6 separate regions of the Mus musculus genome follow, and regions 1, 2, 4, 5 and 6 are each linked to region 3. A link is a contact called in public Hi-C, HiCAR-type, HiChIP or PLAC-seq, Micro-C and capture Hi-C data. All regions are on one chromosome and are shown on one strand. The core of a region is the stretch at or near the end of the contact, and the rest is flanking DNA. Distances in the headings are between cores, read along the strand shown. Region 1 has its middle 100 kb from the start of Opa1. Region 2 has its middle 9.1 kb from the start of Gm46567. Region 3 overlaps Tmem44 (transmembrane protein 44). Region 4 has its middle 22 kb from the start of Gm52263. Region 5 overlaps Opa1 (OPA1, mitochondrial dynamin like GTPase). Region 6 has its middle 27 kb from the start of Gm32796.

The links. A called contact is a pair of places that touch in the nucleus more often than the background predicts. HiCAR-type assays count read pairs that join an accessible place to other places. HiChIP or PLAC-seq counts read pairs in DNA pulled down with a chosen protein or histone mark. Capture Hi-C pulls out chosen DNA fragments and counts their contacts.
Region 1: a contact with region 3 is called in a Micro-C map of embryonic stem cells, with 2.1 times the contacts expected there. The contact joins two enhancer-like sites. A contact is called at or near these places in 1 of 15 datasets of contacts at CTCF or cohesin (large pre-B cells), 1 of 484 Hi-C or Micro-C datasets (embryonic stem cells), 3 of 115 datasets of contacts at active chromatin or transcription factors (astrocytes, embryonic stem cells and pancreatic cancer cells) and 1 of 9 other capture datasets (embryonic stem cells).
Region 2: a contact with region 3 is called in a capture Hi-C map of embryonic stem cells, with 4 times the contacts expected there. The contact joins two enhancer-like sites. A contact is called at or near these places in 1 of 484 Hi-C or Micro-C datasets (muscle stem cells), 5 of 115 datasets of contacts at active chromatin or transcription factors (embryonic stem cells, extraembryonic endoderm stem cells, large pre-B cells and 1 more) and 1 of 9 other capture datasets (embryonic stem cells).
Region 4: a Hi-C map of the C2C12 cell line shows a contact between it and region 3, with 5 times the contacts expected there. The contact joins two enhancer-like sites. A contact is called at or near these places in 1 of 484 Hi-C or Micro-C datasets (the C2C12 cell line) and 1 of 115 datasets of contacts at active chromatin or transcription factors (pancreatic cancer cells).
Region 5: a HiCAR-type map of astrocytes shows a contact between it and region 3, with 2.5 times the contacts expected there. The contact joins two enhancer-like sites. A contact is called at or near these places in 4 of 484 Hi-C or Micro-C datasets (the G1E-ER4 cell line, pre-hematopoietic stem cells, pro-B cells and 1 more), 5 of 115 datasets of contacts at active chromatin or transcription factors (the NIH/3T3 cell line, astrocytes, embryonic stem cells and 2 more) and 1 of 9 other capture datasets (embryonic stem cells).
Region 6: a contact with region 3 is called in a FOXA1 HiChIP or PLAC-seq map of pancreatic cancer cells. The contact joins two enhancer-like sites. A contact is called at or near these places in 1 of 484 Hi-C or Micro-C datasets (uterus) and 4 of 115 datasets of contacts at active chromatin or transcription factors (embryonic stem cells, extraembryonic endoderm stem cells, microglia and 1 more).

What each region holds. Positions count from the first base shown.
Region 1 is chr16:29,681,340-29,685,406 of GRCm38.p6, reverse strand. No RefSeq gene overlaps it. Among named protein-coding and RNA genes, the nearest start is that of Opa1, 100 kb to the right of the region's middle. Within about 2 kb of position 2,201, at least 67 of the 459 cell types and tissues checked have an H3K27ac peak or open chromatin away from gene starts, as enhancers often do. A contact at or near this core is called in embryonic stem cells, where this site is marked.
Region 2 is chr16:29,820,447-29,824,759 of GRCm38.p6, reverse strand. No RefSeq gene overlaps it. Among named protein-coding and RNA genes, the nearest start is that of Gm46567, 9.1 kb to the right of the region's middle. Within about 2 kb of position 1,714, at least 25 of the 459 cell types and tissues checked have an H3K27ac peak or open chromatin away from gene starts, as enhancers often do. A contact at or near this core is called in embryonic stem cells, where this site is marked.
Region 3 is chr16:30,508,762-30,512,763 of GRCm38.p6, reverse strand. Tmem44 (transmembrane protein 44) reads left to right here. Exons shown (of 11, transcript NM_001384248.1): 11 at 1-909. Among named protein-coding and RNA genes, the nearest start is that of Gm52252, 9.4 kb to the left of the region's middle. Within about 2 kb of position 2,098, at least 403 of the 459 cell types and tissues checked have an H3K27ac peak or open chromatin away from gene starts, as enhancers often do. A contact at or near this core is called in the C2C12 cell line, astrocytes, embryonic stem cells and 4 more, where this site is marked.
Region 4 is chr16:29,909,257-29,913,037 of GRCm38.p6, reverse strand. No RefSeq gene overlaps it. Among named protein-coding and RNA genes, the nearest start is that of Gm52263, 22 kb to the right of the region's middle. Within about 2 kb of position 1,662, at least 67 of the 459 cell types and tissues checked have an H3K27ac peak or open chromatin away from gene starts, as enhancers often do. A contact at or near this core is called in the C2C12 cell line and pancreatic cancer cells, where this site is marked.
Region 5 is chr16:29,643,755-29,647,658 of GRCm38.p6, reverse strand. All of the region lies in intron 27 of Opa1 (OPA1, mitochondrial dynamin like GTPase), which reads right to left. Among named protein-coding and RNA genes, the nearest start is that of Opa1, 66 kb to the right of the region's middle. Within about 2 kb of position 2,573, at least 9 of the 459 cell types and tissues checked have an H3K27ac peak or open chromatin away from gene starts, as enhancers often do. A contact at or near this core is called in astrocytes, where this site is marked.
Region 6 is chr16:29,944,179-29,948,001 of GRCm38.p6, reverse strand. No RefSeq gene overlaps it. Among named protein-coding and RNA genes, the nearest start is that of Gm32796, 27 kb to the left of the region's middle. Within about 2 kb of position 1,506, at least 312 of the 459 cell types and tissues checked have an H3K27ac peak or open chromatin away from gene starts, as enhancers often do. A contact at or near this core is called in embryonic stem cells, extraembryonic endoderm stem cells, microglia and 2 more, where this site is marked.

The DNA.
Region 1 (4,067 bases), core at 952-3,451, 830 kb after region 3:
CCTCTCATGGTGGCATTTAAGGCAGCTAGGTGGGCTGGTGGGAATGGGGGAGGGCTTATGCGAGGCAGATCCTGATGCCTGAGTCTCTGCTGACTGCTAATTCATTCTTACATAAGTTCAGGTATCAGAGATCATCAAAGGAAACACACTAAGCTCATTTTGGAATGAAATTCAAGATCCACAATTGATGGGGATTCTCAAATCTGTCATTTAAAAGTCCTCCTAAACCCATAAGAGCCAACCAAGCCTTTAGGCCATCCCAGGAGGCTGATATAGTGCGTCTTATCATCTTGCAGGGGTTGGGCTAGACCAAGTCTTCAGCCACTGGGGAACTTGGATTTTTTTGTCAGCAACCACTAACATGAGGGAGGGTTGAGCTAACATTCTGCACCCACTTTATTAATGTTAGGAGAAGGCGAATGTCATCTGATAGTGAGAAGGCTAGGCTGACTCCATGACAGGCTTCAAATTGGTAGTTAAAGAGAACTAGGCCTAAATCTCTGTTTCCAAGAACTGGGCAATTCCAAACAAGTCCTGGCCTCAGAAGCTGCCCTGCCACCTGGCCTGAGGCAAGGCCAATGGGTCAGCGGCAGTTTCCAGACTTCCTCAGCTACTTCCTCAGCAACAGTTTCCAGACCTCCCCAGCAAGTTTCTAGCTCCCACATTCCAGTAATGGAATGTCCTTAAAGATAGACCCAACAGATTAACACAGATGTCACCTACCCTGGAATTCCCTCTGGGTGTTTCTCTGTCTTGGTAAAGAGAGATCTCAGCATGCTGGACTTCTGCAGAATAAAACTCTCTTTTCGTTTACATACAATTTGAGTCGGGGGTACCATTTGGTACCATTCTTTCAGAATCCTTACACGTTAGCATGGCTTTTGTTGCCCCTGGGAACCTGCCAAGCAGGCAAGGGGCAGCAAGCACTTCCCAGTGCAGCTCTGGTGGCAGCACTTCCCAGTCTATCCTTCCAAACCTGTTTTGGTCCAAGCTTTGCTCCTCTCAATAGCTCTAGAACAAAGGACTTGTACTTCCGGTTTGTTCTCTGTTCCTTGGTAGCCTGTCAGCCCAACTACAACCTTGAGCAGCAGCACCAGGGGGACAGATAAGAGATTTGACTTGAGAGGGTGACTTGCCACAGAATCAAGAAAGACCTTTGGTGGGTACTGCCAACCCCTTCCCCATACTTATGAATTGGTCCCCTGGTTCATTTACTGCTGGGCAAGTGCTCCCAAAATGTCCCTGTAATTGTGGAGTACCTCAGAGATCCTAGGGAGCAACGAACCTCAGTTCCACATCCTAGAGCCAGGCTCTGTTTTCTGAGCTGAGAGATTGTATTATTTTAGAGATGGATCTAAAAATACAGGAGCACACACACACACACACACACACACACACACACACACACACACACGAGCACACGCCTGTTCGTGTTTGTTCAGCAAACGTGTCTACCCTCTTTTTCTCACTCCTCTCCCCCCATCCCCACCCCTCCCGTGTTTGTACTGGGTACCAGGGAGGCCTCTCACGGGCATACAGAGAAGAACGGATACACAGAAAAAAACGATGCCTGGCTTTGGGAGCACCATCATGCCCCTGTCCTGAGCAGCGAGCATTTGGCATCGCAGCTGATCACAGGAGACACCGCCTCAAAACAGAAAGCCAGCCTCCCCCATTCAGAGAGAGGAGAGGTCACAGAGACCCAGCCACTGACCTGCGGGCCTCTCACTCACTCGTCTGATCACGTGCAGCTCCCAGGGGACTCCATTGTCTGCAGGGACAAGCTGGGGTTCATTTGGGAAACTGTCTCTGGGAATGGAAAAGGAGATTTCAACCGTGGAGTTAGACTTTTGTGTTCATACAACTGTGTTTTGTTTGGGGGTTTTGTTTTTTTCAAATAATGCTACACAGAGAACCCTAAGAAAGTCCCCAAGCCGAAACAGACAGGCACATCGCTTCTTTTTATTCTATCAGTCAGGGGGGAAAGAGTAAAAAAAAGAAAGAGAGGGAGAAAAAAAGAAATGAAAGCAAGGAGAAAGAAGCCCCTTGAGCCCCCTCCCCAGTCCTTCCCACCAGCCACGTGGTTTGCACAATTAAATCTCAATAGCTCCTTCCTGGGCATTGTGAGGGCTGTGATTGCCCCATAAGGAGAGTCTCAGCGGCATGCAGAGGGACTTGGCTCTCCATAGCAGAGTTGAGGGTCACGCTGTCTCCACAGCTCCTTCCGGCAGCACCTAACTACACAGACTCCTTCCAGGTCTGAGTGGTTCCCAGCAGCGGGGGAGCCTGGCAGGAAGCGTCGTGGGCTCCAGCCATGGAAAACCTGTCTGGCCATAAAGAATGCAGAGGACACTGACATGCCAGCTTCGCTTGCTTCTTTTTCTGGGGTTACAATGAGTTCATCGCCAGCGCTAGGTTGGTTTGTAGCAAAAGCTGGGACTTCCTCTTCCACCCAATAGAAATCGTGCAGAGTCTTAAAAACCCCATATTTTCCATCGAAGAAATCCTGAATTTTCAAATTCCCTCTTAATAAAATTGCAAGCTCAGGAACAGGTGAACATCTTAAATCTGAAGCCTCATGTGGAGCAGGCCTTAGTGACGTCAGAACCAGAGGAGGGGTGGAGCCCTAGGCTGGGGGGCGTGTCTCCCTTTCCCTTTCCCTGTTCTCCTTGTTTCCTGGGCCACCTGCGGAGAGCTTGCCTTCCTTTGTCCCTTGACCCCTGCCACTCATCAACAACTCTCTTCCTGGAGACCTTGTCCACTCCTACTGCCTCCACCATATTTCTCTATCTCCATGTCTCTGAGAGTAACCTGCCTAGACCCGCTGCTTTCGGTAATTTTCAGCCCCTATCTCCCGGTCTCCATCACGTTTTGCTGCATTCTCTCGTGTGGTGTTTTGCCGATTCTGTTTACCTGCCCACCACCCTAGGTCTGTGGGTGTCCGCTTTCCTAAAGCGTCATCCCTTTAACACAGTTGTTCATGTTGTGGTAACCCCAATCAAAAACGTATTTTCGTTGCTACTTTATAGCTGTAAATTTGCTACTATTTCGGATTGTAATATAAATATTTGTGTTTTCCAATGGTCTTAGGCACCCCCCCCTCCGTGAAAGGGGACTCCCAAAGGGGTCTCCATCCATAGGCTGAGAAACACTGCCCTAAGGGAGCAAGTATCCCTCCAGAGTGGTGTCTGAGATGCCTTACTCTGGGAGGCAGCGACAGATCTGTGAGTTCTAGGTCCGCATGGTAAGTTCTAGACTAGCGCAAACTACATAGTAAGAGCCTATCCAAAAAATTAAAAAAAAAAAACATATGTACATATAATTCTGGGAAGTGTCACTTCCTAAGGCATTCCTGCCAAAACGTGGGAACTAATTTGACAATTCACATAGCAAGATAATGTACGTGAACACACACACACACGTATGACACATATTCACAATTCACATATATACAAAACTACGGTCTTTCTGGTGTCATGGCTGGGGCACAGTTCTGTGGGAAGAAGAGTTCTAAAAGAGAACTGAGCACACTGGTGTGTGAAATGGACAGCTGTGCTAGAGGAAGCGTGTGCAGTCAGTTTGGATGGGAAAGTCAAGGCAGACATCAGTGACCATCTGCGTGAGTAGATGGAGCCTTTGATGTTTTGGAGAAAGAAGCAGGGTGCTAAGCCTTCTGTTGCATTCTTATGAGTATATGATACTGGAATGGTTCCTTGCATGGAGATGGTGGGAGGGATGTAAAATACACATTTTTAAGGCTGAGGCGGCCTGGACCTCTATCTCTTTGATAATACTAGGTGTATTATCACAGAATGAAGTTTGTGGCTCCTAGCTGTCCCCATCCCTGGAAAATAGGCAGCTCTGGGACCCCGTGACTCTGCTTTGACATCTGTCAGCTACTGTGGGTCCAGTAAGAACCCCAAGATGTATGCTGTGTGAGACCCTGGTGGTGTGGCCCGTGCTAGCTCCTTTTTTTTTTTTTTCCATATCATGCTGTGGCAGACCTTGGACCAACGGGTTGCCGTGGGTCAGGGGTGGGACCTCAGTGGCTTCACACAAGCCCAACC
Region 2 (4,313 bases), core at 465-2,964, 690 kb after region 3:
TGTAGTGAAATGACACCTCATGGAATAGATCTAGCAGCCACTGAAACCTATCAGAACCCAATTACAAATACAAAAAGAATGATAAAGATGTTCTAGACTCTAGAGAAAAACAGGAATCTTCATAGCGGCAGATTCATGGTGTTAGGGAGTTGATAAAAGCTCTGAAAAGCTGGGTGTACATCACTAACCTACAAGCAGCTCTCTGTCAGCCTTGTTCTCTGGAGTGAGAATCGAGAATGTGATGATATCAATAACCCCGACTACGCTCAGCTGTGCGCTTACTGTGTTCCAGGCATCCTGTGCATGTGGCATGGATCATGGTCATTAACTCTGGGGCTGGTGGGATGGCTCAGCAAGTGACGTTGCTTGAGGAGCAAACCGGGCTACCTGAGCTCAATTCCAGGAACATGTATCAATGAAAAGAGAGAGCCAACCCCATAAAGTCATTCTCCACGTGTGCACATCGCTCGCCCCTCACACTAATAAATCATAAACAAAAGCAACATTTCAAAGGCATCACTAAGAAGACGTTAATCCTTAAAGGACTTGATGAAAAAGATGTATGGGCAGGTACAACTTTTAGATTCTCCCTCTAAGGATAACGAACCCCAAACAGAATGTTTCAATAATTTACCTAAGGTCACGTGGTGCAAATCTAGCTGCCACATTAGTTTGGTTCAAGATCCGATGTTTTGTTTTGGTTTGGTTTGGTTGGTAGGTTGGGTTGTTTGTTTGTTTGTTTGTTTGTTTTGTTTTGTTTTAAACTTTAGTTTTATGAAAGAAGGAAAGGGGAGCAGAGGTGGCTATTCAGATGTTTATTTTATGCTAGCTTCTTTATACATAGCTCATGGACCTTGCCGACATAGCGTGAGACTCCTGCTATAGTGAAAAGCTCGAGGCAAAAGACAAAGAAGCCAATGGCTGGCTGGTAAGAGGCAAAGCCAGAGCTTGCCTTCATATTTCTGACTCTGAACGTTTAATGGTATTGTTGTTGTTCGTTTACTAACTCATGAAATGTCAATGTGGCATCCAGGCACGGAAGAATGTTTTAAGAAATCTCCCCCACTTAACCCTTCGTTCTTCGTTCCAGTTTGCTTATCTGGTCTGCTCATTTAAAGCCAGGAAGTAGGTGTATGTGTGGCAAGAGGGCGCCTGCCTAGACGGCCTGAGAAATTGGGCTGACAGAAAGAAAAGTTCAAGACCAAAGAAAAAGATGATTCTGGCTTAGTCATTGTTTCTTTAAACAGTTTGGTATTAGAGGCTTATGATTTCTTTAAAGGAGTCAAAGGGGAGAGGTTGGAGCAATCCAGTAGCTCAATGTACTAGACTTCCCAGACTTTAAACCAGCATAACCCTCAACTGAATTTAGAACTCAAGGAACTCTGATCAAGAACATTGTCAATGCATGTTTATTTTATTTTAAAGTGCCATGCAATTTACAGTGCAACATATAAGCAAATTATTATTTGAAGAATTTGAACTATATCAGAAGGCACTCAGGCCAAGGCAGCGGGCATGTGGTGCAGGCCTTCTGCCCGGGCATGTCCTGCACGTTGAACAAGGCAGACTCGAGGGCAAGTTCTTGGGGCTCTTCTGAGAATCTTGAACCTTTGTGTTCCCTTTGCCCCCACCCACCACTGCCCCAAGCCTTCTGGAGCGGTGGTTCTCACACTTGACAGGACATCAGAGTGAGCAGGCTTGTTAAAACACAGATCCTTAGCTCCACCCCAGGAATTTCTGATTCAGGAGTCCGGGTGTGGCCCCAGATTCGCATATCCAACAAGCTCCCAGCTCGATGCTCTATTGCCCCAGGGAAAAATCCCTCTCTTCTCTGGTAAGGCCCTTCTGTGGCCTCTTGAACTGAGCAGACAATTTCTGTCTTTTCTCAAAGCTCTGTGAACTCACTTAAGGAGGAAAGGAAGTATTAAAAGGCAGCATACTGGTCTTCTGGGGGACATCACAGCTGATGTAGCCTGGCATAGATTTCTAGTAACAAAGCTCCCAGAAAGTCTCCCATAAGCCTCTGCTTTGGCTCGTGACTCTACTAATTCAGACCCCCATGATCAGAGTCTGAGCAAAAGAATGGTGTGCGGTAGAACTGCGGACCGTCCAGGCTGGGCTGCTGTAGCCACGAGTCACATGCAGCTATGTACTACAATTTCTTGTATAGTAACTTAGTCCCCTCTCTGATGTATCAATCATGTGGAAACCTAATCTACTATTAAAGGCTTAAAGGTGAGGTTCTTAACGATTATTAGTATCAGATGAAGCCATCGGGATAGAGCCCCTAGAATTGCCTCCTGGTAGCTTCATCAGGTAGAAGAAAGGACAGCACACACACACACACACACACACACACACACACACATACAAGTACACGTGTACATTCAAGCCCCTGCCAGATGTTCTGTGCTGTTTTGGGACTCTGCAGTAAAAAAGTCATCACCAGATGTGGTCCCTCAACTTCGGGCCTCTAAAACCACGAGTCCAAGGAAACGCCTTCCTTTATAGCTCATCTCCTCTGTGGTGTTATTTTTACCATCTACAGAAGTGGATGACGACATTATGACAATTAATAAAAATCAAAGAAATTAAAGAGCCATTTTATCGTCCACATTAGCCCATCTCAGGTGCACAGTAGTTACAGACAGCTGACGGCCACCCTGCCAAACAGCTCAGACACAGACCATTCTTGTCAAGACAGAAAGCTCTGATGGCTACTTAGGCCTTGACCAGTGCTGCAGAGTGAGAGGGAACAGGGGCAGGGTGATGGAGTGTTTGTGTCAGCATGTCCTTGTCTCTTGTGTCAGCACAGCCAGAGACTTTGTAAAGATTCTGGACCCCCTCAGAACAGAACCCGAGAGTCTATGATCCCTTTTTCCTGCCTCTTCACTGTACTACAGTCTGGTCTACGACTTCTGGGCCGAATGCGAAGTGGAACTTTTAGGACATCACACCGATAGACTTGAGCAGAGGATGAGGCCACGGTGGGTTCAGAGTGCTGGACTCTGGGAACATAGGCTGCGGCCATCAAATGTGTGCCTTGTGGCTTCCCTCCCTATGCCCTGTTAGCTTTTCTGGCCTAGGTCCTGCAAACGGTCCTCTCCAGCAGCAAACCCCATGCCTTCCCTGTGAGCTAAGACAAATGGGCTCATTCAAAGAGGAGCAGGGTGGATGCCCTCCTGAGAGAACTAAAAAGGAGGCCCAAGGGAGAGGGGGAAGGGAGGATAGCCCATGTCCCGCCAGAATTCCAACTATGCTCTGGACAGGCAGACGCGGGAGGGCTGCCAGACAAGACCATGTCACCAAACATCTTAGACTGTCATTTGTTTAACCTGGGTTGTTTTATAGGTATAATTATATTTATTGTATAAAGCAATGGGTTCTACTGTAACATTCTCATACTGTTATAAAATACAGTGCGGCATGACAGGGGACGGGGGATAGGGGATGGGTAGTACATGGTGGGCCTATGCCAAAGTTTCCCTTGAGAAATTACACCATGCAACAGACCTGATATATGGGAGGTTATTTAGGGGAAAGAAGGGGGTGAGGGCCTGGAGAAGGGATAGAGGCAGGCAGATGGGAGCAGAAGCATGGGGCCCGAGACAGGGGTGGGTGTGGTAGGGATAGGGACACAACGTGGGACAGAGAAGGACAGAAAGAAGTATGTACCACAGCCCTACTGGGGCAAAGAAGGGAGGTCTGGTGTCTGGTGTCATGCCGAAGCGGGAGGGGACTGGAGGGCAGAAGCCCCCCCCCCCCGCCCCCAATGGGCAGGTGTCTCCATCCCTCCTGGGCTTGCACATGATGGGGACCCAGTTACCGCTGGCTCCTGCTGTAACATGCCACCCAGCTGTTGTCTCGTCTCTGCCCTTGTCACATGGACCACGTCCGCCTTCACATCCTTCACAGATGCCACGACACTGAACTCTGAAACTGGAACTCTGTGGGAAACTTGTCCCTGATGCCTTTGAGCTAGTCCCCAATCCTCAGCAGCCCTGCAGTGTGACACTGATCGTGTACAATGACCATCCAGGTTAGGAAGGGACCTCCCGGATTCTTCAGTGTGTGTGCTGTACCTGTCTTGGTTGCAGACAAACTGAGAGGGACTCAGGAATCACCCCCTCTTCCCCTCACCACCTTCCACATTCTTCCCCATTTTCCCAGAATTTCTTTCACTTAACACCTAGGCCCCTTCGCACTTTCACCCTCTGCCTCTCCCTGGGAGTGATTTATTCCACTTCCTCTGCCCCTTGAACTCTGGAATCTCCCTCTGGGTTTGGTTGAGAGACAACCTCCTCCCCAGGTGT
Region 3 (4,002 bases), core at 849-3,348:
AGGTGGGGGGAGAGAACAACTGTGCAGACCTTGAAGAACTAATCCCCTTAAATCCATCCAGTCACTCCAGGAAGAGGTCATGAGGACCATCTGATGATCTATGCACTGCTGTTACACTGAGAAATGAGTTACTAGTTTGGGAAGCTCTGGGTGGAGGAAGGGGCGTGGCTGGTCTCCTGTGCCGGGCCTGAATAAGTGTGCCGCCCTTTCCCTGCTGAGTCATGGTTTTCCCTGTCTTTAACAAGAAAGGCCAAGCCTAGTGGCTCACACTTTTTGGGAAGCTGGGACAGGAGGGCTTCCACAAGTTAAAGGTCAGCCTGGCTACTAAGACCCAGTCTCAAAAGACCCACAAACCAGGCTGGGTGTGGTGGCTCATTCCTTTAATACCAGTATCTGGGAGAGAGAGAGGCAGAAGGATCTCTGAGTTCAAGGCCAGCCTGGTGTACAGAGTTCCAGGTGAGTTCCAGGACAGCCAGGGCAACATAGTGAGACCCTGTCTCAAACAAAACAAAAAACAACCACCACTGAGCTGGGGATATAACTACAGGTCGATGGTAGAGCACTTCCCTAACATGCAGGAGCCCTTGGGTTCCATCCCCATCGTGAAAATAGACTTCCTTTTTTCTCTCATAACTATGCCAGTCAGCAGTTCACACGTAAGACTAACATCTCTACACACATCCAGAAAGACACGCTACATGAAGGTAAATTTCATATACACCTTGAAAATCTGTTTCAATTTATTTACTTATTATTATTTTTTAATTAATTGGTTGGTTGGTTCTCCTGAGCCTGGGTTTCTCTGTGTAGCCCTGACTGTCCTGGAACTTGTTCTATATGGCCTCGAGTACTGAGGTCCGCCTGCCTCTGCCTCCCAAGCGTCCTTGGATTAAAGGCGTTCGCCACCAATGCCTGGTTTATTTTTGTTGTTTTTAACAACTTGTGTATGTTGCGCCTGCACTTTCAGAGCGTGTATGGTGGTCCAAGTGACACTTGGCAGGTATCAGTTCTCTTTTTCTACCATGTGGGGTCTGGGCAGCAAGCAGCTTTACCACTCCTCCACCCCCCACCCACCCACACACAATCTGCTTACATTTTATTACCTGTTTGAGATAAATACTCTAGGGGTAAAATATAGCTGAGTGGATCAGCAATACTTAACACGCACAAGACCCCGGGTTCCATTTCTAGCATCAAAAAAGGAGCAGAACCTTCAGGACACTTCCCAAGTTCCCTGCGTGTTCTTTTTCCACTCCTTCACTTTTGCCTGGGCAGACACTTAACTCTCTTCCACCCTCTCATCTTTTTCTGCTTACAACAAGCCCAGAATTAAAAGGCCATCCATGGGCAGAGGGGGTTCTGCTTACAACAAACCCGGATGTGCTGAAGTGTTCAAAGCTCTTCCTTTAATTAGTGAGAGATGGTCTCTGACAAGTTCAAGACTGGTGCTAGCTCAACCGATCCAGAGAACGCCTAATAAGGAAGGCTGGTGGTCTGATGGCACCGGCCTGTGATCCCAGTTATTCCAGACCGAGACAGGAGGCTGGCTGGCAAGATCCTCGGGCTACAGAATAGCATCGGTCATTTTTGCAAAACTCGGTCTCAACGGTGCAATTTTTTTTTTTTTAAAGAAAAAAATCAAGTGGAATGGATGCTCAGAGGCAAAGCGCGTGGCTGAAACACGTCATGCTCTCATTTCTATCGCCAGAACCGAAGAATGTCTGCCTAATCTGCTTTCTTTTTGCCTTAAATCTGACAGCCAAATACGGCTCCAAACATTTGGGACTACGGTTTCTGAGCAGGGCAGGTCATTAAACTCCTAGGATCCTATTCCAGTCGCACGGGAACACTGCGGGCAGCGGCCGCCGTTGATGGCGGAGGCCGGGGCATTTCTTCGTACTCCGCAGGGTATGGCTAAGAGGCCGGTCTCTCCCTCCGAGTCGTTGCCCCCTCTTCTGACTCCGAAGCTCACCCTCGACGGCCCTGGGGGATAGCAAGTAGCGTTCTCCAGCAGCCGAGCCACACAAAGCTGGCCTGAGTCAGGATAACAACTCCATTTGGGGCACTTCCGGGATGCGGGGGAGGGGAAGCGGCCGGCGCATGCGCAACATGCAGCCACCCCCTGAGAGCAGCGCAGGCTCTGCCCGTTGGACCCTAGCTCCTGGCCTCCTCTGCCTGGGCACCTCTGACTTAAGTGTCTCCCCAGTGGGGGTCGGGGGAGGGAGGTGTTAAAAGATCGTTATAAGGCTATTGTGTATATTTGTGACTTAGATATAGTATAAGCAATATTCTGTGTGTTTGCGACTGACCAATAGCCCAAAGCTGCACTGCAAACCATTCTACCTAAGTGCATTCAACTTTTTTACAAGACAAAAATGCAGGTGCACGATTTAACTAAAGAAAATCAGATCGTGCCAAAGTTTATAAGGAAAACAACGGCGCTCTGCCCACACATCCGCAACTGCTTCACTTTCAGCTTCCTTTGTTTTGCCTCCAGCGACAGATTGCTCGTGCCTTTGCACAATGTCAAAATGTATTAACAGTAAATTCAAAAGCTACTTGGAAGTCTAGATTTCCCTTGGTAAGAGACAATCGGCAAACACAAGTTCTTTTATCTGGATCTTAATTGCTAATACTAACTCTCAGACCACACACCCATACCACCTTGTAATTGTATGAATATTGTCTGTCTGGGTTACACAACAGCTACAACCTGTGAAAGGAAGGGGGCAGAGTCAGAGGTTTTACTGGGGGCAGAGACAGATAGCTTTACAAATGCAGTTATGGCAGGTGATATATAGATGCTAAGATATATAAATATATAAGATATATAGTCTGGACGTTAGGCTAGAGACAGAGAGTCAAGCTGTAGGGTCACAGGGTACAGCCTCACTGCAGAGGCTCAGCTCAGAACTATGGAGTCAAGGTGAAGGCCCTGATCTGGACAGATGAGCAGATAGACTGACAATGGAAATTCTAGCAGTGGAGACTGAGCTGAGCGAGGACTCTGGGAACAGTAAACACTTGGGTGGCAGCTGAACAGTGGTGGTGCATACCTTGAACTCCGGAGGAAGAGTTAGTTCCTGGACAGCCAGGACTACGCAGGAATCCTGTGGCAGCCCTGGTAGAGAGGTGATTGGCATTGCCCGTGGGGTGTCCTTTTATGTAATCTGGGTGAGGGTGGTGCGTACTCGGTTGGTCTAGTGTGTTTCACAGTTACTGGGCCTGGTTTTCCAGATAAGGACGTCATTACACCCAAGTGTGATTCCTACACTCCTAACTTACTTTAACGTTGCAGAAGTGATGGGTTTTGACTTTTAGGACTAAGTTCTTAAGTCTGTGCCTTGTGGGTGTTGCCGGGCGCATGCTGGTGTTCTCGTGAACAGCAAGGCACAGAGTCACCCCTCCGAATGGAGCCCAACGATGTTTGGGCAAGTGGAGCTACACATGGCATGGCAAGGCTCAGCCTGGAAGCCACACTGTGGTGTGACCCAGAGCACAGCATCATCTCCACTCATGCACCTTACAGGCTAGCACAGCACGGCTTAGCTTCAAGCCCAGCGTCAACCTGCTTTCCAGCCACAACTGTCAAGGCTGTACAGATTGCCTCTAGCTTCCATTAAGCGCAGGTTGGGAGTCACAGTCGTTAGACAGGGACGTTGGAAAACAGACAAGTAGAAACAACCGGCTACGCATTCGGAATCGCTGTGGAGGCTTCGTACCAGGACCCTGGTTATTCCCAACTAGACCCCAGCTTCTGAGTTCCTAGGTCACATAAGACCTGAGCACCCTCTGACCATCATCAGCTTTTGGCCCAGCCTGGCAATCTCTGCTGCTCTGTCCCGAACTGGATGGTTTTCCTCCATCCTTCTCATCCTGCAAGTGTCCAGTACATGGAGCCTTTCCGTGCAAGCCAGGGGATCCTCTAAGGCCACAACCAAAACAGAAGCTCACAGACACTTGTCACCACCCTGATGTCCCAGGATGCCTGGCTGCATATGA
Region 4 (3,781 bases), core at 413-2,912, 600 kb after region 3:
TCTTCTTCTCCTTCTCCTCCTCCTCCTCCTCCTCCTCCTCCTCCTCCACTCTTCTCCACCCTTCTCCTCCTTCTCCTCCTCCTCCTCCTTCTCCTCCTCCTCCTCCTCTTCCTCCTCCTCTTCCTCCTCCTCCTCCTCCTCTTCCTCCTCCTCCTCCTCCTCCTCCTCCTCCTCCTCCTCCTCCTTCTTCTTCTTCTTCTTCTTCTTCTTCTTCTTCTTCTTCTTCTTCTTCTCCTCCTCCCCCCTCCTCTTTCTCCTCCTCCCCCCTCCATCTTCTATGATTATAAAGTCCTCAGTCCATTTCTGTAGTTTGACTATTTTGACTATTGTCTTTCAGACTCTAGCATAAAGACATTTTCTTGGTGCCCTTCTTTTCAAGCTTCAGATTTTGAGGCCTCAGGAAAACAAATCATGAAAGTGACCCTACAGAATTCTGTGCTACCCCATGACTCCACAACAGCTGGACAGTGGCTATGTGACAGATGACAGACATTATTAGCACAAACACTGAGGACAAACAGATTGACGGGACAACTTCCTGCTTTCAGGCTTTCTGAATCTCCTCATGGGTGAAGACATTCCATGGCATCACTGGTGCCAATCAAGGTAACACAGCCACTCAGCCAAGGCTTGACTTGAGAGCATGGGTAGAGACAGGTTAGGCACATCCTTCTCAGCTGAGCAGGTGGCCTCTCAGATGGGTATAACCATCTAACACTTTCAAAGGAGGCAAGGGTGATGTGAACAAAAGTAAGGGTTTAGAGAAACAAGGGAACAGGAGAGTACCAATGCGTTTAGATGCCAAGGAACAGCTGGGTACAAGTCAGGTGCAGGAGGAGGAAGGGAGGGGCATCTTAACTCCCATGAGGGGTCATAGAAGTCTGAACCCTTCACCATGACTGTCTTCAGGACACCCCTGCTCAGTTATAAGGACATGCCCTGGGAAGATTTCATGAGGCAGGTTGGGACTCCAGTATGCCCAAGGCTCACTGAGTACATGACTGCACCACACACCCGGTGGCAGCCTGTAGCCTCTGGTCTGACTCTTGGTCTCCGTGGTTACCCAACATGCCTATGATTGTTAATCTCAACTGTCTACTTGGACAGATCTAGAATCACTGGGAGATGGGCTTCTGTGCATGCCTGTGGTGGATTAACTCGATTAGGTTAATTGAGGTAGGAAGACTTGTCCACTGTGGGCGGTGCCATTCCTTAGGCTGGGATCTTTGACTGTATGAAAAAGAGGAAGCCAAGCACAAGTGCTCACCAATCTCATTTCCTGACTGTGGACACAATGTGAGCAGAGCCTCAGGCTCTTGCTTATCTCCCATGATGGACTAAATCCTGGCCTGTGAGACAAAATAAACCCTTTCTCCCTTAAGTTGTGTTTGTCAAGGGCATTTTGTCACTGCAACAGGAAATTTAACTAAGACATCCTCCTTGCCACAGCTCTCTACCAGAACATAACCCCAATTGTTTAGGGACTAGCTATGACTGTACTGCCCAATTCTCCTGGGGACCATCCTGAAGATGCACTGGCTGCTTGGATGCCTTAGGTCACTGCTGAGAGAAGCAGAGGATCTCTTTGTGTGTGAGTTGAGTTGTGGTCGGGCTTCCCACTTCCTCCCTATGCAGTGAACATTCTTCTCACGTGAGTAATGGATTGGTTGGGCTGGGGAAGCCAGCCAGTGTATTAGCACGAACTCAAAGGCTCCCTGCACCTGGCGTGGGAAAGGCTGCAGACCTGTTTCGACAAGTCTTCTGGCTGTGCTTTGGCAGGTTGCTCCATTACCTCACCGAAATGAACATCTGCTCCTTCCTCCTGAACAATGACTGAAGCCTCACGTGCCTTGCAGGCTTCTACCTGTGGGACACTAAGGCCTGCATGCCCAGCCCTTCACTCTGGACTTTGCCTCCAAAGGTTTAGATGGGTCTGCTGGACAAAGATCTCATGGGGTTAAATGCTTTGGGAAGAACTGATGTTTACTGATGAGAAACAGCCCAATAGACTTTTCAACATCTTTTTAAAAATTAATTTTTAGTTATCACATCAAATAATGCACTTCATGACATGGTGACACATACATGCCATTATACTTTTGGTTTTTATCTATCTCTCCATTTCCCTCCCCACTTCTCCTTTCTCTCCCTTGCTGGTCTCTTTCCTTACCCCAAGTAGAAGTCCCTGCTTTTGTGTGACTAACTTTATTACTCCGTCTTGTTCTCCACCCCCTCTCTCCTCCCTCCCCTCTCATTCTTTCTATTCTTAAATTTAAATGTAGATTCTGCAAATGCATCTCACCACCTTCAATTTCATAACATTTAACAAGTCTACGAGACATGCTAAGAGCTCTAAGAGCAGCTTGCCCAGTTCCTGATTCTATTCAATTATGTGAATTCCCCCAGAGCCCACCCTTTGTCACTGTGATTGCCTCTTTGCAGGCAAGAAGTCAGCTGAGCTTTGTCTGGAGGAGATTCTGAGGGCTGCTACCGTTTGATTCCTTGGCTTTGGAGGGGAGACTGTAAGTAGGGGCAGCCATGAACACATTAATCTGGGACAGTCCCTGCTCATATGGGCTCCCCCAATATAATTATAATTGACATCCACCCCTTTTTCTCTCAAAAGTGCCCTGATTTGGGGCATAAATGATAGGACCCAGAGTCCAGCTGCTTGGCATTTTGAAACCAAAGAGCATTGTTAGATTTCTTTCTGCCCATAACTCAGTCTGATGTTACCCGGTGACTCACCACTTGATCTCTGGCAAAGCCTGATGTTTGCCACTGGGCCCTGAATTCTTTCTCCATCACACTCGCTCAGTCTAGTAACTGCTTCACCTTCTTGACAGACTTTCTGCAAAGGCGTGAAGAGAACACCAGTCCCTGTCCCCCAGGAAGGGCCACCGTGTCTGTGACCCTTCCAAACATCTCCTGCAGTGGCAGCATTTCTGAGCCCCTGGGCGTGAGAACTTGGGCTCTGCTCTGGCTGGTTGGTTGTTGAGTCTTTGCTGTCATTCTTTCTCAGCTTTCAGTCTCCTTCTGGAACAGTCACTTTCTTGCTGGGAGGTGCTCTGCAGGGACCTGGGCTAAAACTTGTCAGGAAGCTGTCCTTACTCAGGTGATGGGATAATGAGAGGGAATAGCCAAGTGTGGAGGATATGAGCTGGTGATGAGTTACTGAGGAAAAGAAATTAGACAAAAAAAATTCAAAGTAATATTTTTGTTCTCTCTCTCTCTCTCTCTCTCTCTCTCTCTCTCTCTCTCCCCCTCCCCCCCTCCCCCTCCCTCCCTCCCCCCTCCCCCCCTCCCCCCCTCCCTCCCTCCCTCCCTCCCTCCAGGGTTTCTGTTCTTCGAAAACTCACTCTGCAGACCAAGCTGGCCTCAAACTTAGAGATCCATCTGCTTCTGCCTCCCAAGTGGCAGATTAAAGCCACTGCTTGGCTTTTTTTTTTTTTTTTCTGTAGTAGACCAAACATAGCTGTTTGAAAACCAAAATGTAGATGCTTGTCTTTTCAGACTCCTTTGAGGTCTCCTTTATAGGAGAAATGCTTTCCTTTTTTACTTGTCAAGAGCAAATAGTGAGAAATATCTTTAATTAAAAAAAAAAAAAACCTAACCACCCCCCAAACCCAGCCCTCGTTCGTCATTTAAAAGCTGCAGGAGGGCAGTGAGGAGTGGGTGTTTGAAATCTGCTTTGTTGTGGGTGTAAATCCTAGGTTCTGACTTACCGGAACATCTCAGGCAGTAGAGCTCCACAGCTTCCTAGTAGAGATTTCTAGTAGTC
Region 5 (3,904 bases), core at 1,324-3,823, 870 kb after region 3:
ATTTCTTAAGTAGCAGTTATACCAGGAAAACATTTTTGGCTTTCCCAAAGGATCCAGTCTTAGTTTTAAAATAAATCCATTCAATGGTTTAAAAACAGGTGATTTTTTTTTCTAAAAAGTATTTTTCAGAGTTTCATATACATGCACTTCATTAGCTAAACCATTCTTTAAAAGGGTAAAAGAAAAGAGGTTTTCAAATTATCTCATAGCAATTCTGGAGGAGATGACCATGGTCTTCATACAAACTTAAACAAAGAAAACCTCACCAAAATCCCCACATAACTTGACTAGCACAAAGGAGAGGAATCCACAAAGGTGTTTCCAGCCTCAGCAACACCTGACCACTCCTTGTTGTAGTCTATTTGAGAATGTCATATCATACGCAGAAAGAAAATTCAATTTTATTTCACACACGATCTGATTGCAACTGGGCAGCCACAGGGTCAGTTTGCCTTAGAGGGGCAGACTGCAGGTGTATGGCACAGTAGTGTCACTCACAGACAGGTCAGAAGAAGAGCTATTTGTGTGAAAAGATACCAAAACCCCACCAGGACAGGTATCTAATTCTGTAAGTACTAAAGGAAAATCCAATTTTTACAAAATCAAGAGGTAAGCAATATTTTTTTCCCCTAAATGAACATTAAATGACTATTTAACACAAAGATACAGAAAATTCTAAGTTTCCCTTAAAAAGTTATGATTTTATGAAAAATGTTTACAACTGTAATATTAGGACATGGTATGCCTTGCCAGAGAGGGCATAAGTTACTAGCAGTGAGGAGGACTGGTGTGAAGTGACAGGAGAATGGGCTGTTACATGGAATCAAAACAATCGTCAACATCACCATTTTCAACCTAAAGAAATTCATTTGTCTTTCTCACCTGTACAATGGAATCTTACGGGACATGGAAGACATTCTCCCCCTTCCCCTTTTAGAAAAGATTCATCTTAACTGTGCATGTATGTGTTGTGTGGTTCTGTGCAGCTAAGTGCAGTTGTGAGCTGCTCTGTGGCTTCTCTGCTCTCAACTGCTGAGCCTTTTTTTTTCCTCCAGCCCCAAGAGATTCTCTACCTTAAAAAGCATTCTTTAACCAGGCATGGTGGTGCAAACCTTTAATACCAGCATTGGGGAGCCAGAGGCAGGCAGATCTCTGTGAGTTTGAGGTCAGCCTGGTCTACAAATCAAGTTCTAGGACAACCAGGGCTGTTACACAGAATAGGAAAAAAAAAAAAAAAAAAAAAAAAAAAAAAAAAAAAGGCACTATTCCTTGCTGAGTCTCACTCCTGACTGAGGAAATGTCTACTTTTTTGAAGTGATTTCAAACTTGACCTTCAGTCCTGTAGGCATCAATGCTAAGGATGAGCCCTGCTTACCCTCCTCTGATTTAGAAACACATAGAGGTCTGCTGACACATGCCAAATGAAAAGAGCAAGTCTATTGAAAAGTCACCTTTTATGTGAAATAGGATATATTCTGGTAAAAAGCATGCCTAGCTGTAAAGCAAACTACCATTTCTCTTAAATATCTGGATTAAATAATGACAACTAGAGAATTCTTATAAAATCTGTGGTCTTTTTGATTAACCAACTTAGGAAGGGCTTAGACGATTCTGTTACACAGTTCTGAACGTAGTGAATAAGGAGCCTCGTTTCCATTTACTCCATGTTTACGTAAGAGATGAGCCATCTCAAACATCAATTCACTGTGCATCTTGATTGGATCATGAATATTCCTATAATCCTCAGTGAATAATGGACGGACAGACCGCCTCTTTTCCTCCCCTCCAGATGACACATTTCAGGTCTCTTTATCCTCATATGAAGCAGCACTGCTTCTCAGTGGGTTCTGAGTCCTCGGATATTTCATGTCCCAAGTTCAGACTAATCTGTAATTAGGCTTTGACTACACTGACTGACAAAAGGTCTGACCTGGGAGAGGGGTCACCTTAGTGGTTAATATCAGTTCAGAGCACGATCAAAGAGCCACACACAAAGCACTGCCACATATGTTGAAATAAACCTTAGCCAACTTTTGATGTTTTTAAAGAAAGCATGAAGAAACTCGCTGAAGAGCTAAGAAAATGCACTGAGGAAAAGCACACACCCAGAGATCGCAGCCACCTTACACCATGCTGCCCCAGTACTCCACACCACCTTTAGGACACCGCATGGATGAAGTTCTTCAGGAAAGGGGCTATTCATGGGAGAGCTGGGAATTTATGAAGCCTTTCTTCTTATGGAACACACACAGGGCTATTGAAAACAATTGCTATCTACTGCACAATTGTACTATATAAATGCCCTTTAGAAACTCAGGATCTAGGGAAGTCTAGGATATGGAGAAACAAGGAAACCAGAACCAAAAGGGTCAAAACTATAGTCAAAATTGATACTCATGATTATTTATTCATTGTTCTGCCTCAAGCAAAACTTAACTCAAACATTTCGAATACTATTAAAAATGCGCTCTTTTATGTCCTCAAAGCTTCCTGAAGAAAAGTTGGGAGTAACTGAGCAACTCAATTTGCATACACAAGTAGCTCAGTAGTGACTCATTCAGCATTCTTTCTTTTCTCCCCCAGAGAGAGTCTCTCTAACCTGTTTGTTCTGGACCTCGCTGTGTAGATATGGCTGGCCTCTGACCATAGATCTACTTGTTTCTGCCTCCTGAAAGCTGGAATTAAAGGTATGCACCACTATGCTCTGCTCCAAATCCAGCTTTCTTAAACTTTTTAAAAAGTCATTTTAAGGCAAGGAAAGCAGTCCTTTCAAGCTCCTTTGGTAAACATAACAGAACCTATACCTATCATTTCTAAGTATTCTGAAGTCTAGTCTCCAAAGACTTTGGCATGAACACAGAAGCCTTATATTTGGTCAGTATCCTTGTTAGACTCAGCAATCTTCCTAGTTAGACAATAATGACAAGCTCAGCTCTGCTACCTAGTAATGACTATGGGTCTGTCTTCTTTAACAATGAAGAGCAGTATCATTCAAGGTGCTGGCCAATGTCATAGGTATAAAACCTCAAACTTTTGGTTCTATCATACTCACAGAAAGGCTGAGCTGCTCAGTGAAAGCAATAGTATTGGGATGAAAAACCCAGCTACTTCTCTTCAGACAAGCCAAATTAAATAATCGTGTATGTATTTGTACAACACTGCAATTTCTCCTAGAGTTCTTCCATTGCTGGTCCATACTGAGAACAGTCAGCTAAGGACCCAGAGCTGGGAACAAAGCTCAGCTGGTAGAGAGCTGCCTAACCTGCATAGCCTTGGGATCAGTTCCCAGCACTACATAAACCTAGGGGTTTAAGGTTTAAGAAAGCTGGATTCAGAGCCAGTTGTGATGGTGCACACCTTTAGTTCCTGTATTCGGGAGGCAGGAGCAGGTAGGTCTCTGTGGTTAGAGGCCAGTGTGTCTATGTAGTTTATGTAATCTATGGGAGGTGAGACGGGAGGATGAGAAGAGCAAGCCACCTTTGTGCTTGAGCTACATAGAAAGTTCAAGGCTACATGAGACTTGTAACCACAACGACAATGACAACAACAGCCACAAGAAGGAGGAGGAGGAAGAGGAAGAAGAGGAGGAGGACCAACATTACCACACAGCCCCAGAAACTCAGGTGTGGCCATCTGACTTATAATACTGTTTAATTCCGTGGCCACTTTGAGAGGACTGTTAGACATTTGTATGAGGTGTGTGTACCAGGCAGCTTTATCCTACTCCTAAGGTAAGCTGCTGTGTGGTGGTCTGGCTGCCAGCTCCACTTTCCGGTGGGCACCGTCACTCTGTCCAGGAGAGCACACAGAGCTTTCTGGGGCATGCACTTGCAGTATTACCAGCCTCACATAAGTTTTGTGGAAGACATTCATACCCAGCTAGACTCATAGTCTAACAGAATAT
Region 6 (3,823 bases), core at 257-2,756, 560 kb after region 3:
ATCAGAACCTCTTGCCAATATTTCTCAACAAATGACAGTACAATGTGACTCATTTTTGACATTATGTAAATGAAGGAAACAAGACTGAGTGCCCTTCTGTCCAGAGAGCAGGAAATGAAGGCTGTCTGGGGCCGCATGTTCCCAGGGACATACTGTGTCACAAATGGGGTCTAGAAGAAGCAGGTCTTTGTTCATGGCCGACTTCACTGAGTTCCTCTCCTCAGCCGTGACTAGCAGGATTGGCACCCGACCCATTCTTCCAGCATCAGCCAGAGGCCACTTAGGTTGTCCTCTGCCACCAGAGGCTGCCCCCTCCCCCAGAGTCTGCCCCCACTGAAAGCAGCATTAGTGCTCTCTGGAATAGATGTTTCAAGCCAATCGGTGCCTCCCTCCCATAGGAAGCAAAGCCATTTGCCACAACGGAGCTTATACTTTTGCTCAGAGAAGTGCTGAGTTGAGGCTGTTAGAGATTATTGGGCTTTTATATTTTAGCTCCCCCAGCCCCCGCCACAGAGTAACAGCAGTTCCTGTGAGGGACAGTCTTGTGCTCACCTCAAGCAGGGATTGGTTATGGAGTCTCTCCCAGCTCTGGCTTCTTTCAATTAGGCAAAGCAGTGTTTTTCATCAGAGTTAACTATGGTGAGACAGTCCAGAAATGGAAGAGTGTAGAAGAATGATAGTGTTTTCCAGAGACTAGGCAAGCTGGGGGAGCTATTAGAGAGCATCAGACACATAAGGAAACTCTGGCCCAGGGAGAAGCAAAGGCGGGGAGACCACAGAGCCAGGTGGCTGCAGCTGGACCAGAAAGCCTGAGAACTGGGCATTAGTGCTGAGCTGGCACACGTTGTGCCAAACACCTGTCTTTCTAGACGACTTCATAAGCCTGATGCAGACCACAAGCGTGTTTTCAAGAGGTACCATTGGCTAACGTAGAGACCCACCAAGAAAAAAAAATGTCAAGGACTGGGGGCTGGAGAGAGGGCTTAGGACTTGAGAGTTCACACTGCTCTTGCAGAGGGCCTGAGTTCAGTTCCCAGCACCCATAGAGGCAGCTCATAACCATCTGTAGCTCCCGACGATGCCTTGGTCTGGGACTCACGTGCACATATATACATACAGACAGGCGTGCATATGCATAATTTAAAATTAAAAATAAAGTTAAAAACATTTTTTAAGGACTGAAGGATAAAAGATGTTGAATAATTTATCGGAAGCCTTTGAACACACTCTCCCGGGGCGGGGGATGAGGCGGGAAGGCCCCCTTCCTTCCCTATCCACCAGAATCTTTACTGTTCCTTCGCCTGAGTCAACTGGACACGGTCGAGCTTAGCCCCCTGCGCTTCTCCTAGGGTTTGACCGGAACAGGCTATCTAAGCAGAAGGGACCCCTTCCCTGGATCACCTGCCATCAGAGACTTTCAAGCCTTTCTTCGCCCCTCCCTTCCCGGCTCCAGCCGGGGTGTTGTGCAAGAGCCAGAGGAATTTGTGATAATGGAGCCACATGCCCAGGCTCAACCCAGGCCCAAGGAACTTGACCTGAAGCAGGAGGGTAAGCAAGAACACTCCTAGCTCCCAGGCCAGAAGGGTGGCCGGCAGCCACAAGGAAACTCCTAGTGGTCCTGAATGCTGCCAAGGAGGGGGAGGCTTGCCTTCTTATTTATAGCATTGCGATTGCAGGGGCTGGGATGGGGGGAGCTCGGATCCCTCTTGAGCTTGGCGCATGATTCATTTCTCCTCGGGAGCTGCGGGCCGAGGCAGGGCGTGCGCTCTGGCAGCCTCCGGCCAGCCGCACACTCGGGCCTGCTCGTTTATTTATGGTGCTTTATCAGGGGCTGTGCACCGCGGCGATAAAGTTTATGAAAAGAGGCGGCGTCTCCGGCGGCGGGCTGGGCCCCGGCGCTCCTTTCCCACACTGATTAGGATCAGCCGGGACTTTGGAAGCGGCAGTTAAGGATCAGGGTGCCTGGAGCTGGCTCGCCTTCCTGCCGCGCCCAGCCTGGCCGGCTGCTGGCCCGCGTGGGTGGGAGGGCCGCGCTGTGACCTGGCACGGGGCAGGAGCAGGGCAGCCTGGAAAATCCAGCGTCCAGATCCCAGCTGAAGCCGTAGAAAGGGGCTCAGGAGCCATTTCTCTTCTGAATTTGGCAACTCCGACCCTGTGGGTTTTTGTTTTGTTTTGTTTTGTTTTGTTTTGTTTTTTACTTTTCCAGTTCCCAGTTCTTTTCGTGTGTGTTTATTCTCCCGGTGCATTTGGGCCCATCCCTTAAGAAGACTAAGTCTCTGCAGCGAGAATATCTTTAATCGCTTCAGAGATAAATTCAGAATTACTAGCTCCGGTCTGGGGCCTCTCAGAGTCGCAAAGGGTGGATTACAGAGTAACTGCAGCCTAGGGTTATAAGGCTCCAAAGCAGGCACCGAGGCTGGCACTTGCCTCGGTCTTACTGACTTCCTTAATTTGTGGTGACCTCAGGGAGGTGACAGTCCTAGCCAGAACATTTCACTGTGTGATAAAATGACTCAGAAAGGCAGGGGCTGAACTTCAACTGGACTTTAGAGGCAGGAAGTGCAGCTCAGTGGTAGGGTCCTGGCTCAGGGTTTGATTCCTACACACAAACATACACACACACACACACACACACACACACACACACACACACACTAACCTAAATAAATAGAATCAGAGCCCACTCACTTAACGTCTGGATTTCCCTTCCTTCCTAGCACCGAGAACGGTGAACAGGACAATTATCCTGCCTGAGAAGGTCACTGAGGTATTATGGTCTTGAAAACAGGGGTCATGTGTCTTCATGTGTCAGCCTGACTGGTTTAGAATCACCTAGGAGATTGGATGGCTGGGGCTTATGAGGATGCTTCCAGGGCGGCTTACCTAAAGAGGGAAGGCCCACCCTGAATGTTAGCAGCACCCTCCTATGGTCTGGGGGCCTGGACTGAGTATGAAGAAGAAGCAAGCTAAACACTAGCGTTCATCTTTGTTCCTTCACTGAGATGGCCATGCCTTCCATGGACTGATGGCATTCCTTCAAAGCAGGAGCCCAAGTGAACCTTGCTTCCTTAAGCTGCTTTTACTAGGTAGTACATCACGGCACAGAGAAATATAGCTAACACAAGTAGATGTTCGCTAGACATGGTGGTGGGAAGGTAGGTGTTTCAGACAGAACAAGCCCTTCATAAAATTGACTCTCGGGGACAAGCTGTGTTCACCTTCTGCTTCTCTAAGGAGTGGGAGGGCAGAAGGCCAGCGACTCTGAGTTCTGTGACGACAGGGTTGCCTTCATAGACTACTTCCTTGCCCTGGAACCTTCGGCTTGCAACTGCTGAAATTCTAGCACCTCAGAAGTCTGACAACCATCTGATCTCTTCCTCTGATTCCTCCCAGACTCAGTCTTTGTCTCCCTAAAATCAAACCTGCCTTGGGGCTGTGTTACTAGACGGAGTAAAGTCCTCCCCTTCATACTTGCTTTGACCCAAGCCTGGCTTGCTATTGTATACACAAGGGGTGTTTGGTAACTGTGGTTGATGAATACATAGGTATGTGTGTCATGGGGGGCTGGCTCATCTCACAGGTGTCATATTTATCCCTTCATGGATTTCAAGACCAGACAGGCAAAAAAAAAAAAAAAAAGGGTCATCTGTGTCCCCACCAGGGAAGGCCTAGACCACTCTGCCAAGAGAACACAAAGACTAGAACAAGCCTAGCAACCAGGCTGGCTGAGCCTAAGCAACCCAAGCTGCTAGCCCTTCAAATCCCTCCAGACAAGAAACAGGATTAGTCCCAGGGCCTGGACCTAGAGACGAGTCAACAAACG